Linked DNA regions of Mus musculus: regions 2, 3 and 4 are each linked to region 1. A link is a contact called in public Hi-C and promoter capture Hi-C data. All regions are on one chromosome and are shown on one strand. The core of a region is the stretch at or near the end of the contact, and the rest is flanking DNA. Distances in the headings are between cores, read along the strand shown.

Region 1 (2,713 bases), core at 117-2,616:
TTCTCTTTCTTGGCGATAGGAATGGAAACTAGGGCCTCATACATCATAGGCAAGCCGTAACACTCCTGCAACCATATCTTCAATTAATAAAACGTAACTTGTAAGAATCCAATAATGAATCCAGCTGCTCCTCCTAGAACACAATACACGCCTTTCTCCCCTTCAGATTCCGACCGGCCTCTAGTGAGACACTATGAGTGGCGAACTAACAGACTCGGACGCCTGGATCTCTCACCTGAAGGTGATTTTACATAAAATGGGGAACTGGGGGGCTACACATCGGGCTCCCAGCTCCCTTCCCTGCCTGCCCCGGGCCAGAAGCTCCGGCATTGAAGCCACGCCCATCCTCAGAAGGGTGCGACACGCCTACTTCTCCCACATGGACCCTGGTTTCTTCCGAGTCCTCGCCCGCCATGCTAATGTTTGTCTGTGTCTGTCCACTGTGTCAGTAACTCTCAGAAAAGCAAAACCAAAAACCCCACCAATCGCCAACAATCCGCCTCAGTGTCTTTCTGGAGCCCTTGTCAGAGACCTCAGAGCTATGCATATCACACCCTGCCTACCTTGCAGGGAAGCCAGGAGGACAGAGTGGGAAGGCAAGGACAGTGTGGCGAAGCTTCCGGGCGGTGTACAGAGAGGGGAGGCCCGGGGTCTGGGTCGCATTCAGCTTTGTAACTTTAAGGAAAGAACTCAATTTCGTGGGTTCTGGGTTTTCTGTTGAAACAAGGGGATGGGTTGAAGGACGATCACAGGGCTTCTCAACCCCGACCGTTACTGGGGTCGGGCGCGGCATTCCCGGCCTCCCTCCCAAGCCGACGGCCCTCGGTCCCCTCCCCCGCCCGCTCAGGCCACGCGTCCAGGGGCCTGGGGAGCATGTCCTCCCACCCCCACCCACCCTAGAAAACCGAGCAGGGGGGCCCGCCCGGTAAGTCCGGCCGCCGGTTCCAGGCCGAGCCCTCGGTGCCCGAAACCCGCTGCACGCACACAGAGGCGCGTGATCCCGCCCGCCGATTAGTCAGCAGTTGTTTCAGGCCGGCCGGGATCCCTTCCCCCAGCCCTCCCGCCAGCCTCCGTCTCCCTCCAGGGCAGACTCTTCAGAGACGGTCCCTAGAGCCAGCGGGCGTAACCATTCCGAGCCACCGCGCCTCGCGCCAAGGAGCTCTCGGGTTCGTGGGTAACCCTCGCTCACTGGCGCGCTGGCCCCCGAGGCGCCTTTTTTTTTTAGACCACTCGTCACGTCCGGCTCTTTGGGAGAGGATCGGGTCAACGGTTTCGGGAGCGAAGAGCCGAAGAGCTCCGGTTCGCTCCTCTTCGGCCACCCCCGAGGCCTGGCCCGATGGTAGCGTCCGAGGTTGCGGGTTTCGCGCCTGCGCAGTGCGGCGCCTAGGGGGAACGCGAGAAGGAGACGGACGTTGAGAGAACGAGGAGGAAGGCGAGAAAATGGCGTCCACGGGTAAGCGGAGTGGGATCGCGGTCCCGCCGGCGACAGCTGGGACACCCAGACTGGGAGGCGCTCGTCTCTGGGGGTGGCAGGGATGACTGAGTGAAGTCGCCGAAAGGGGTTGGAGTTCCCGCCGCGGCCCGACGAGCTCGGGGGTGGGGGTGGGGGATCCGCGTTCCCTTCCCCTCCCCCACTAGGCGGGCTGGTTCTGGAACCTTTTGGCGGCCGCGTTGCGCGCGAGGGCCTCGCGGTAGCTGAGGCGTGCAGAGCCCGTCCAGGCCTCCTTTGTGTGGTGGTTGTCGGGGCCGGGTGCTCCGGGTCTCTCGCCACGTGGGCCGGGCCTAGGGCCTCCGAGGGCCCGAAGGGGACCGCGGCTGGGCCTGGAGCCCATCACCCCGAAGGCGCGTGAAGCGAGGTGTCTGATGGCGGCTCGAGAAGCCGTGGCCGGTTTCCCGTGGAACGTCTCCTCCCATCGCTAGCCCCAGGGCAAGTGTTTACTGTGTAGGGACTCAGAAAAACAAACAAAAAGCCGTCGCGAATGTGTAAGCTGAGGGGCGCCGGCTTAAGAGGGGAGCCCCATTATCCCCCAGGCCTGGCCCGGCCCGACCAAGCTGCCCCCTCGGAGGACCTAGTTGGTTCCCCTAAATCTTCGTGCTCCCCACTCAAGAGGCTTCGATTTAATCATGAGTTAACTCCACCTCCTTCCCTACCCAAAAAGCAGTGGCTTCCCAGTGTCCTTTTCTCAGCAACCGGCGCGGGGGATCGGTTGTATAACAAGGTCCGTCTGGATCCGGAGAGGAGACTCTTTTCCAGAAAGAGATTTCTAGCAGCTTTGATCCAGGAGAGGCAGAAAAGCCTCGGCACGCCACGTTTCTGTAGGCCTGCTCGTTAAGCTAGCCGGCTGATTTATTTCTTGGCCCTATTGAGGCCAGGGGAAGAGACCCATAGCGGATTTTGAAAGTCCAGGGCGGGAACTCTAGAATGTGATGGTTATGTTGTGGTCCTTACCGAGAGAATAAGTGTAGCCTAGCCCTCACCTGCAGTTTAGAATACAGTTAACTGGCACAGTGGCGGGTTTTTTGTTTGTTTTTGTTTTTGCTTCTAGCGGAATCTAGGGTCTGGTGATGTGGCCTTGGAGGCAGGAGGAGAAAACAAGTGGGGGTGACAGGAAAAGCTCTGGGTTCTTCATTTGGCTTAGGAAAGCTTCCAGCATCACAATTTGACGACGCAAACGATGTAGTTAGTAAACAGCTTGCTTTTGGTACCAGGCTA
Region 2 (2,713 bases), core at 94-2,593, 1.3 Mb before region 1:
GGTCTAACAGGTTGGGCCTGTTGAGTGCTCCTGACCATTCCAGTAATGTGGACTGTGTTACTGTGTCTAACCCCCCCCTTGCCCCCTCCCGTGCAGCCCACCACAGTCTGCATCTTTGTACTGAGAAGGCTAGGGTGAGTCCATGACAGACTTAAAACTGGCAGTTAAGGAGTCTAGGCCTAAAAAGTGAGCAAGTCCAGGCAAGCACAGGCAAGTCAATTACTTATAGAAAACACCCCAGGCTCCAGCCTTCCCATCCAGGTAACAGAATGTCCCAGCCGCCTGGCCTGAGGCAGGGAGAATGGGTCAGCAGCAGTTTCCAGACTCCCTCAGCTACTCCTCAGTAACAGTTCCCAGACCTCCCCAGCAAGTTTTCAGCCCCCATATCCTGGTAATGGAATGTCCATAGAGATGGACCCAACAGGTTACCATAGGGGTCACCTACCCGGAATTCCCTAATGTGCTTTACCTCAGGCATGCAGGCTCACTTGCTGTCTCTATCTTGGTAATGGGAAACCCAGCATGCTGGTCTTCAGAATAAAATACTCTGAGTTTGCACACTTCTTGAGTCTGGGAGACATTCTTCGGAGAATCAGGGACTCTTACCTTACCATAGCAGTCTCCCCACTTTCCCAGAACCCGGAGAGTCCCTATTTTTCCACGCCTGTCATTAACTGCCTCCCTTATTCCCTCAGGGCCTGTGGGCAAGGCTGAGAGAGAGCGCAGTCCTGGCCTGCATCCTTCCTGACTGCTGTAGTGGAGAGTGGAACAGCTGTCATCCGTTTTCTACTTCCTTTCTCTAGGCCACCCTGGACTGTGTTCCTTCCATCCTGTTAATCTTTAGTTTAATATTTATTGACCTTTATGATTTATTTTATAGGTGTATGTCTTTGTGCCTGAGTTTATGTGTACTCTGTCCTGTGTGCTGTGCTCATGGAGGCTAGAGGGCACGGGATTCCTGGGGCTGGTAATGTGGATAAATTGAACCCAACCTGGGTCGTCCTGAGGAACACTTAGTATTCTTAACCGTTGAGCTATTTCTTTACCTCACTGTTCTCTCCTTTCATGCTGATTTTCCTGGCTTCAATTACCTTCGGAGGTCCTGTGTCTAAATGCAAACTGCTAATGTCCTGAATCTTTAGTCTTCTGATTGCCTTCATCCCTTAACCTGCTGCTCCCTACCCACGCCTGGCCACACGCTCCAGCTGCATTGCTCTCTGTGCTGCCCCCTGCTGCTGGAAACGAAACGATGCACGGAAAACTCACTTTATAAGGACAGCCCGACATCTCGCCCAGGCTGTTCACTATTTCCTGTCTTACCGGAAGCCTGTGCTGGAAACCCCAGGGCGTTTCCCAATAGTCAGGTCGGGCTGCTTAGCAAGCAGTATACATGCACTGTTTTATCTAACTTCACTGTAAGGTGCTCTCTCTTCCTCTCCCTCTGTCTCTTTGGTTTTTTCGAGACAGGGTTTCTCTGTACAGCCCTGGCTGTCCTGGAACTAACAGGTCTGTAGACCAGGCTGGCCTTGAATTCAGAAATCCACCTGCCTCTGCCTCCCAAGTGCTCAGATTAAAGAAATTCGCCACCACTGCCTGGCAAGGCTCTCTCTTTTTAAAAAAGAATTATTCGTTTATTTATTTTTATTTTATGTGTATGGTTCTTTTGTCTGCTTGTATGTCTGTGTAGCATGTACATGCAGAATTCAGATCCCCGGAACTGAAGTTACAGGCAGTTGTTAGCTGCCATGTGGGTGCTGGGAATTGAACCAGTATCCTCTGGAAGAGCAACCAGTGCTCTTAACCACTGAGCCATCTCTTCAGCTCCTCCCTCCCCCAAAAGTTCTCAAAGGCAAAAATGTTATTCTTCTTTCTTAGTACATTCTCCTACTTACTAATGTCTGTCAGCATCCTTAAAAAGCCAACCACTTACCAGCTAACCCTTGCCCGCTCACTCAGCAGCCAAGATGTGATATGATATCTTCATCCCTCCCTAGCTGGTTAACGGATCTGTTTTTACAGACAAGGCAATGGACAAGCAATGTTGCCATCTTTCTGAGAAAGGAAGAATGGTATTGGGTGATGGCTCAGAATGACACTGGGAAAATCCCAGCAAGACCATTGACAGATACTGATGTGGTCCTAAGTGAGAGACGTGAAGCCGGAAGACTGAGAACTTCAGGCCATTGCAATAGTTTGAATGAAAATGGTCCCATAGGCCCATAGGGACTGGTACTGTTGGGAGGTGTGGCCTTGTTGGAGGAAGTGTATCACTGGGGGCAGGCTTTGTGGTCTCAAAAGCTCAAACCAGGCCTAGCGTGGGCTCACTGACTCTTCCTGCTGCCTGTGGATCGAGACGCAGAACTCTCAGCTACTCTTCCAGAATCATGTCTGCCTGCACATGACAATAATGGACTAACCCAGCCCAATTAAATGTTTTCCTTTGTAAGAGTTGCTGAGCTCATGGTGTCTCTTCATAGCAATAAAACCCTAACTAAGACAGTCTTCCTTGATTACAAAGAAAGTTCCACCATCTCTGCGACAGGGAAAGAGGGGGTTTGGGGAGGTAGAGGCTGATCTCGGTGGTGGTTTGAATGAGAATAGCCCCATAAACTCATATTCACATGCGTAGTCACCAGGGAGCGGTACTATTTGAAAGGATTAAAGGGATTAGGAGGTGTGCCCTGGGGGTGTGCTTTGAGGTTCTAAAGTCTAT
Region 3 (2,713 bases), core at 116-2,615, 1.2 Mb before region 1:
GGACCTAGTCCTGAACTTCGTATTCATGGTCCTGTGATCCTGCATTTCAGTTCTGCTTCTGCTTGGTTCAACTCTATGTCTCTCAGCTCTGAAATCTTCAACAACAGCTCTGTGATTAGTTCAGTTAATCTAACAGAACTACCACAGTGCCTATTGGCTCTATGCCTCTGCCTCCCATTAAGACCTCTTTGAACTCCTTGAACTATGTTGCATCCTTTTAAACCTTTTTGTAAGGCTTCTCTAACACACACACACACACACACACACACACACACACACACACACACACACAGTCCTAGCTTGCTTTCTGTTGCTCTGATAAACACCACGACCAAAAGCAGAATGGGAGGAAAGCGTTTATTGGTTTCTGGGTTACAATCCATACCGAAAGAAGCCAGGGCAGGAACCCGTGGCAGGAATGTGGAGGCAGAAACTGAAGCAGCAGCTATGGAGAAGTGCTGCCTACTGGCTTGCCTCTGGCTTGCCTCTGGCTTTCTCAGCTACTTTTACTATACGACCCAGGACCATCTGCCCAGGGATGCTACCACCCATAGTGGGTTAGGCCCTCTATCAACTAACAACCAAGAAAATGCCCCATAGACAAGCTCACAAGCTAGTCCAATGGAGGCCAGTCCTCAGTTGAGGTTCCCTCTTCCCTGTTGTGTCAAGTTGACAGTCAATGCTAGGTCATACACATAGACATAATCACTATATGATATATAATGTATGACTTGATAGTAATTAAAACTGGATAAAAGAACCTGTTTCAGTTGGCGGTAGCTCAGTTGGTAGAGTGCTTGGCCAGCTTGCAAGAAGCTCCATCCTCAGCACCCAGCAGCGTCAGGTGTGATAATACACTGCTCAGGAGGCTGTGTAAACTAAGCTATCTTTGAATTTATTGTGACTCAATAAGTCCTGCAGTTGTGAAATGACACAATGTGTTCTCTTCTGTAGGGTGCTCAAAAGAAAGGTTTATTTTACTTCAGGTGCTGGGGACCAGAAGAACTCACGCTGTTCAGGTTAACCATCTCAAGTCGCCTAGCACCCTTCCCCGAAAAGTACGCTTGCTTCTCCTTACACAGAGCACAGGCGCAGAGAGGTGCCTAACAAGGGCAATCAAGCCTAAAGACAAGGGACAGAAGCCCTGGGCAGCTTCATTGGGCCGGCCTTTTCTCTCTGTAAGGCTAGTTTACGCTAGGGGACGCTCGGGCGCAGAACAATGCAAGCTTGGGGTCGGGTGTACAGCGGACCGGGTTTCGAAAGGGAGCTGAGGGACTGCGACACTGCGCAGGCGCATGTTCCGTTTCCAAGCGGGTGCGCAAACGCTGAGCAGTGCGCAAGTGTGCGCATGTGCAAGGTTGAGGCGCAATGGCAGGTGTTGGGGTCGGACCGCTGCAGGGGATGGTGCGATTTGGGCTGCTGGTGCTTACTGTGTGTGCTGCGTGTGCCCGTGGGCTCTATTTCCACATCGGCGAGACTGAGAAGCGCTGCTTCATCGAGGAAATACCCGACGAGACCATGGTCATCGGTCAGGGGGCTGAGGGTGGAGAGGCCCTTTGTTTTCAGCTGGCCCTTGGAAGCACCCCTCCTTCCCTGTCAGCTCGACCCCATCCCGAGGGTGCCTTGAGGGCACCAGCTCCCCTGCACAGTGCCCTGGGGCCACCTCCTGGGGGCTAGGTTGTGACTGTGTGTCTACTCTGCAGGCAACTATCGAACTCAGATGTGGGACAAACAGAAAGAGGTGTTCCTGCCGTCGACCCCCGGCCTGGGCATGCATGTAGAGGTGAAGGACCCGGACGGCAAGGTAAACCCCCACCACCTCGCTAAAAAGGTTCTAGCTGGCGCCAGCTGTCCGTTAATGTCTTTATGGGATGGAAAATACCGCCGTGGTCCTGAGAAAGTCCCCAGGTACCAGGTCCCGCATTTTAAGAGATCGTTGTAAAATTGGGGCTTGATGCGTGTTTGCAGGTTGTACTGTCCCGGCAATACGGCTCCGAGGGCCGTTTCACGTTCACATCCCACACACCCGGTGACCATCAGATTTGTCTTCACTCCAACTCCACCAGAATGGCTCTCTTCGCTGGAGGCAAACTGGTAAGAGGCTCATCAGCCTTAGAGTTTCTCACTTGATACCAAGGTTGATTTCTTGCTGTCTTTTCTTTTTTCTTTTAACTTTGCCTTTCTGGGGGCAGCAAGTGGGTACAGTTAGAACTGGATGTCCTTCTTCCTCATTCAGCCAGAGACAAGAATCAGACTCCATAGCGGTAACAGACGGTGGGTGGCACCCCCGTCATTTCGTCCTGTTTCCTTGTAGCGTGTACACTTGGACATCCAGGTTGGAGAGCATGCCAACAACTACCCCGAGATCGCTGCTAAGGATAAGTTAACAGAGCTCCAGCTTCGAGCTCGCCAGTTGCTTGACCAGGTGGAACAGATCCAGAAGGAGCAGGATTATCAGAGGGTAAGGGACTTGAACTTGGAGGCTGTACTTGACCTTTAAACCCACTGTGCAACGTGGCTGCTGGGGACTTCTCTACTCGGGAATGTGGGAGTTACCAGTCAGTCTACATAGGTGAGGTTTGGGTTTGCTTTTCTTTCCTCGATTTCTGTATATGTCTACAGTGGCAGGGTTGGACGTTAGGCAAGCTCTCTACCATTGAGCCACACCTCCAGTCATGTGTGTGTGTCTGTATTATATATCCGTATATAAAAT
Region 4 (2,713 bases), core at 107-2,606, 1.1 Mb before region 1:
GGTATAACAGGCCTGGAGTGACTCTTGTCCTTGGACAAGGGTGGGTGCTGCGTAGCATGTGCTAAGAGGTAGAAATCTAGAGAGTAAGTGGAACACTAGGAGGCGAGGGGCGTTCACGTGTCACCTTAGATTCTGCACTCTGTGGAGCTTTCCTGCTGTTTCATCTTGCAGACAAACTCACCTTGAAATTGCTGCTTTAAAAGGAAGCTCAGACACCAGCCATGAGGGCCTGATTAAATCACACTAGGAAGACTTGGCTTTCTAGCAGGCGCTTGATAAGTTACTCTTGAGCTAGGAACCTGTTGTCTAGCCTCACTGGCTTTTCTGGTACTAGGATTGCAGGTATAATGTTGTTGGTGTTGGTTTTGCTTTTCATTTTTTTAAAAATTTGGCAGCTTATTTGTTTTTTGTTTTGTTTTTAAATATCACAGTGAGACTTAGCAGGCTTTGTTTTTAGGAAACAGTAGCTTGTGGTTTTTTGATATTGAAGCTGTATCAGAAGGGTCTTGGGGTGGAGGTAAAAGTAACCTGAAAAAAAAAATGTGTTCAGACACATACACGCGCGCGCACGCACACACGCATGTGTGTTGCGAGTGCAAGATTGCTTTTTTTCATAAAGCGTTTGTTAGGTAGAATTTGAAGTAGAAGTCACAGTGGGCATAAGAGTGCAGGACTCCCGACAGCCTCACTGTCTGGCCTTCTCCCCTGTCTTCTGTTATTTTGAAACGATCTGCCTCATAATATTTCATCTTAGTGTTTTCAGCAAGTGTTTAAACTTTGTTTCCTTCTGATGGTGTATGCTTTTTTTGAATCTGACTATAAAAACCCCGCAAACACCAACGGCTCAGAATTGACAGTTTCTTCTCCCTGTCCCGAAGGTAGTGTGCAAGGCCCTGGGTTAATTCCACAGAAGCGTTTTTAAAGAAGGAAGAGAGAGAGGGGGAGAGGGGGAGAGGGAGGGGAAGAGGGGGAGAGGGGGAGAGGGGGAGAGGGAGAGAGGGAGAGGAGAGGGAGAGGGAGAGGGAAAGAGAGAAGAGAAAGAAATCAGGCTGTTTGTTGGGCTTGCCACTGTGACTTTTACTGATTGTTAACTGTGAGCTGGTTCAGCATGTCCTCTGTCCTATTTCTTGTAAGTCACAGTTGGATTAAGGGTAACATTTTTAAAGTTACAAGGCTATGTAATGGAAATAAATTGTTCTTCCTGGAGACAATTTGTTCATAGTGTTTTTTGTAAAATTTATTCGTGTGTGCATATACTTTGCCTATAATACCCAGTACATGTGTATACACAGCACATCTGTGACTGTTGACTTTGCCACATCCCCTAAATGTGCTCTGATCGCTCAGGCTTGATAAACGGCTGGTACTGACTTGGTGCTTTCTGTTGCCAGGCACCCTCTCCTTAGCACACATGTGCGTTTTTATAGTCCTTAAAATGACCTGGGGTAGGACTGTTGCTCTCCTAGCTTGCAGTCCAGAGAAGTGGCTTGTGCTCGCGTTGCTGCTGAGGGTGTCATCTGGGCCTTTTCCCCCTGGAATGGCTGGCCCCAAGGTTCTGCACTACTGTTGAACTTACCCTCACTGGGGATGCAGAACGGAAATTGCTGGGCCCCTTCACTGTCTAATAGGTCTGGGTGTGGTTTGTATATCTTGTGAATTTTCAGAAGCTTTTCAGTGACTGACACGTAGTAGCCAGGGTTTTTCTTGACTGCTATAGAGTATTACACCCTATGGATTAGAGTCATTGGAGTCATTATCTAATGGGTCCCTGGGGTGGGGTGTATTTAAGCTGTTTACAGGATGCTGGTGTCACAGATGCTGCTGCAGCGAATATGCTTGTGTGTGTTTCTTGGAACATGTGTACGCGTATCAGTTGGGTGAATTCCCAGAACAGGAATTACTGAGTCAGAAGGGTTTTTAAATTTTGATGGCTGTTGCTGAATTGGCCCCCGAGAGTCTACCCATTTGCTCTCACTGCCAGTTTGCATGAGGGAACCTTATCCCCTTCCAGCCTCCAGGAGAGGCATAGGCTCAGGTCTGTGCTGCTCTTACCTGCTCTTTAAGTGCCATTTTCTGCTGACCTACCTTAGGGTTTCATTTGTTCTTGTGGATGGTTTTCTGTTACTTACAAACACGAAACTATATATTTCTTTTGTTTGGAAAAGATTCTGATGGATTTCTAACACATTTTAACACTTGGTAAGAGTCATGTTTAATCATTTTCCCTAGACTTTACTTTATAGGAATTAATTTTTCTATATGGAATTTGATTGAAAGTTTTACAGGGACCTTCAGTTCATGTTTTGGAACAGGACGGGCTGATAGCTTTATATATATTTTTTTCAACCTAAGAATAGAGCATGTCTTTAAGGTTTGTGTGGAATTTTAATGTGTTTTTTTCCAGTAGAGAAACTGGAAATGAGACTTGTATCTCTTCTTGGCTTCTAAGTCTTTTACTTAATTTTGTTTGGTTTTGTAGGTATATAGACTGTTTAGTATTTATTATGTTTAGTGATAAATTATATTTTATTACTATATAATGACTGTCTTTAGTAGTAAATTATATGTATTTTTTTGCACTTAGAATTTTAAATGTAAGTGTATTTTTCTCCCTGTCAAGCTTGTTGCCAGGCAACTGAAAGGATGGAGCTGACAATCACTAAAGCACAGGAAGGAAGGCTTCTGTGGGAGATGGGGGTGGGGGAGTTACCGC

What was found. Promoter capture Hi-C pulls out the DNA fragments that hold promoters and counts their contacts. Hi-C and Micro-C count contacts between places; a contact is called where the count stands out from the background.
Region 2: a contact with region 1 is called in a Hi-C map of B cells, with 8 read pairs. The contact joins the enhancer-like site here to the promoter of Ewsr1 in region 1. A contact is called at or near these places in 1 of 39 promoter capture datasets (pre-B cells), 1 of 484 Hi-C or Micro-C datasets (B cells) and 2 of 115 datasets of contacts at active chromatin or transcription factors (embryonic stem cells and epiblast stem cells).
Region 3: a contact with region 1 is called in a promoter capture Hi-C map of second pharyngeal arch cranial neural crest. The contact joins the promoter of Tmed4 here to the promoter of Ewsr1 in region 1. A contact is called at or near these places in 10 of 39 promoter capture datasets (the 3T3-L1 cell line, the C10 cell line, the HPC-7 cell line and 5 more), 10 of 115 datasets of contacts at active chromatin or transcription factors (the SCID.adh cell line, astrocytes, bone marrow-derived dendritic cells and 6 more) and 1 of 9 other capture datasets (adipose tissue).
Region 4: a promoter capture Hi-C map of pre-B cells shows a contact between it and region 1, with 4 times the contacts expected there. The contact joins the enhancer-like site here to the promoter of Ewsr1 in region 1. A contact is called at or near these places in 4 of 39 promoter capture datasets (the C10 cell line, erythroid cells, hippocampal neurons and 1 more) and 1 of 115 datasets of contacts at active chromatin or transcription factors (large pre-B cells).

Annotation. Positions count from the first base shown.
Region 1 is chr11:5,097,749-5,100,461 of GRCm38.p6, reverse strand. It overlaps Ewsr1 (Ewing sarcoma breakpoint region 1), which reads left to right and starts at 1,366. Exons shown (of 17, transcript NM_007968.4): 1 at 1,366-1,453. The coding sequence starts at 1,441. It overlaps Rhbdd3 (rhomboid domain containing 3), which reads right to left and starts at 1,189. Exons shown (of 9, transcript NM_177370.4): 1 at 896-1,189; 2 at 564-714; 3 at 1-65.
Region 2 is chr11:6,364,676-6,367,388 of GRCm38.p6, reverse strand. No RefSeq gene overlaps it. Among named protein-coding and RNA genes, the nearest start is that of Zmiz2, 29 kb to the left of the region's middle. Within about 2 kb of position 1,343, at least 150 of the 459 cell types and tissues checked have an H3K27ac peak or open chromatin away from gene starts, as enhancers often do. A contact at or near this core is called in B cells, embryonic stem cells and pre-B cells, where this site is marked.
Region 3 is chr11:6,273,489-6,276,201 of GRCm38.p6, reverse strand. It overlaps Tmed4 (transmembrane p24 trafficking protein 4), which reads left to right and starts at 1,365. Exons shown (of 5, transcript NM_134020.1): 1 at 1,365-1,528; 2 at 1,704-1,804; 3 at 1,969-2,094; 4 at 2,315-2,461. The coding sequence starts at 1,369.
Region 4 is chr11:6,183,429-6,186,141 of GRCm38.p6, reverse strand. The region is part of intron 2 of Nudcd3 (NudC domain containing 3); the gene reads left to right. Among named protein-coding and RNA genes, the nearest start is that of Nudcd3, 16 kb to the left of the region's middle. Within about 2 kb of position 1,356, at least 95 of the 459 cell types and tissues checked have an H3K27ac peak or open chromatin away from gene starts, as enhancers often do. A contact at or near this core is called in pre-B cells, where this site is marked.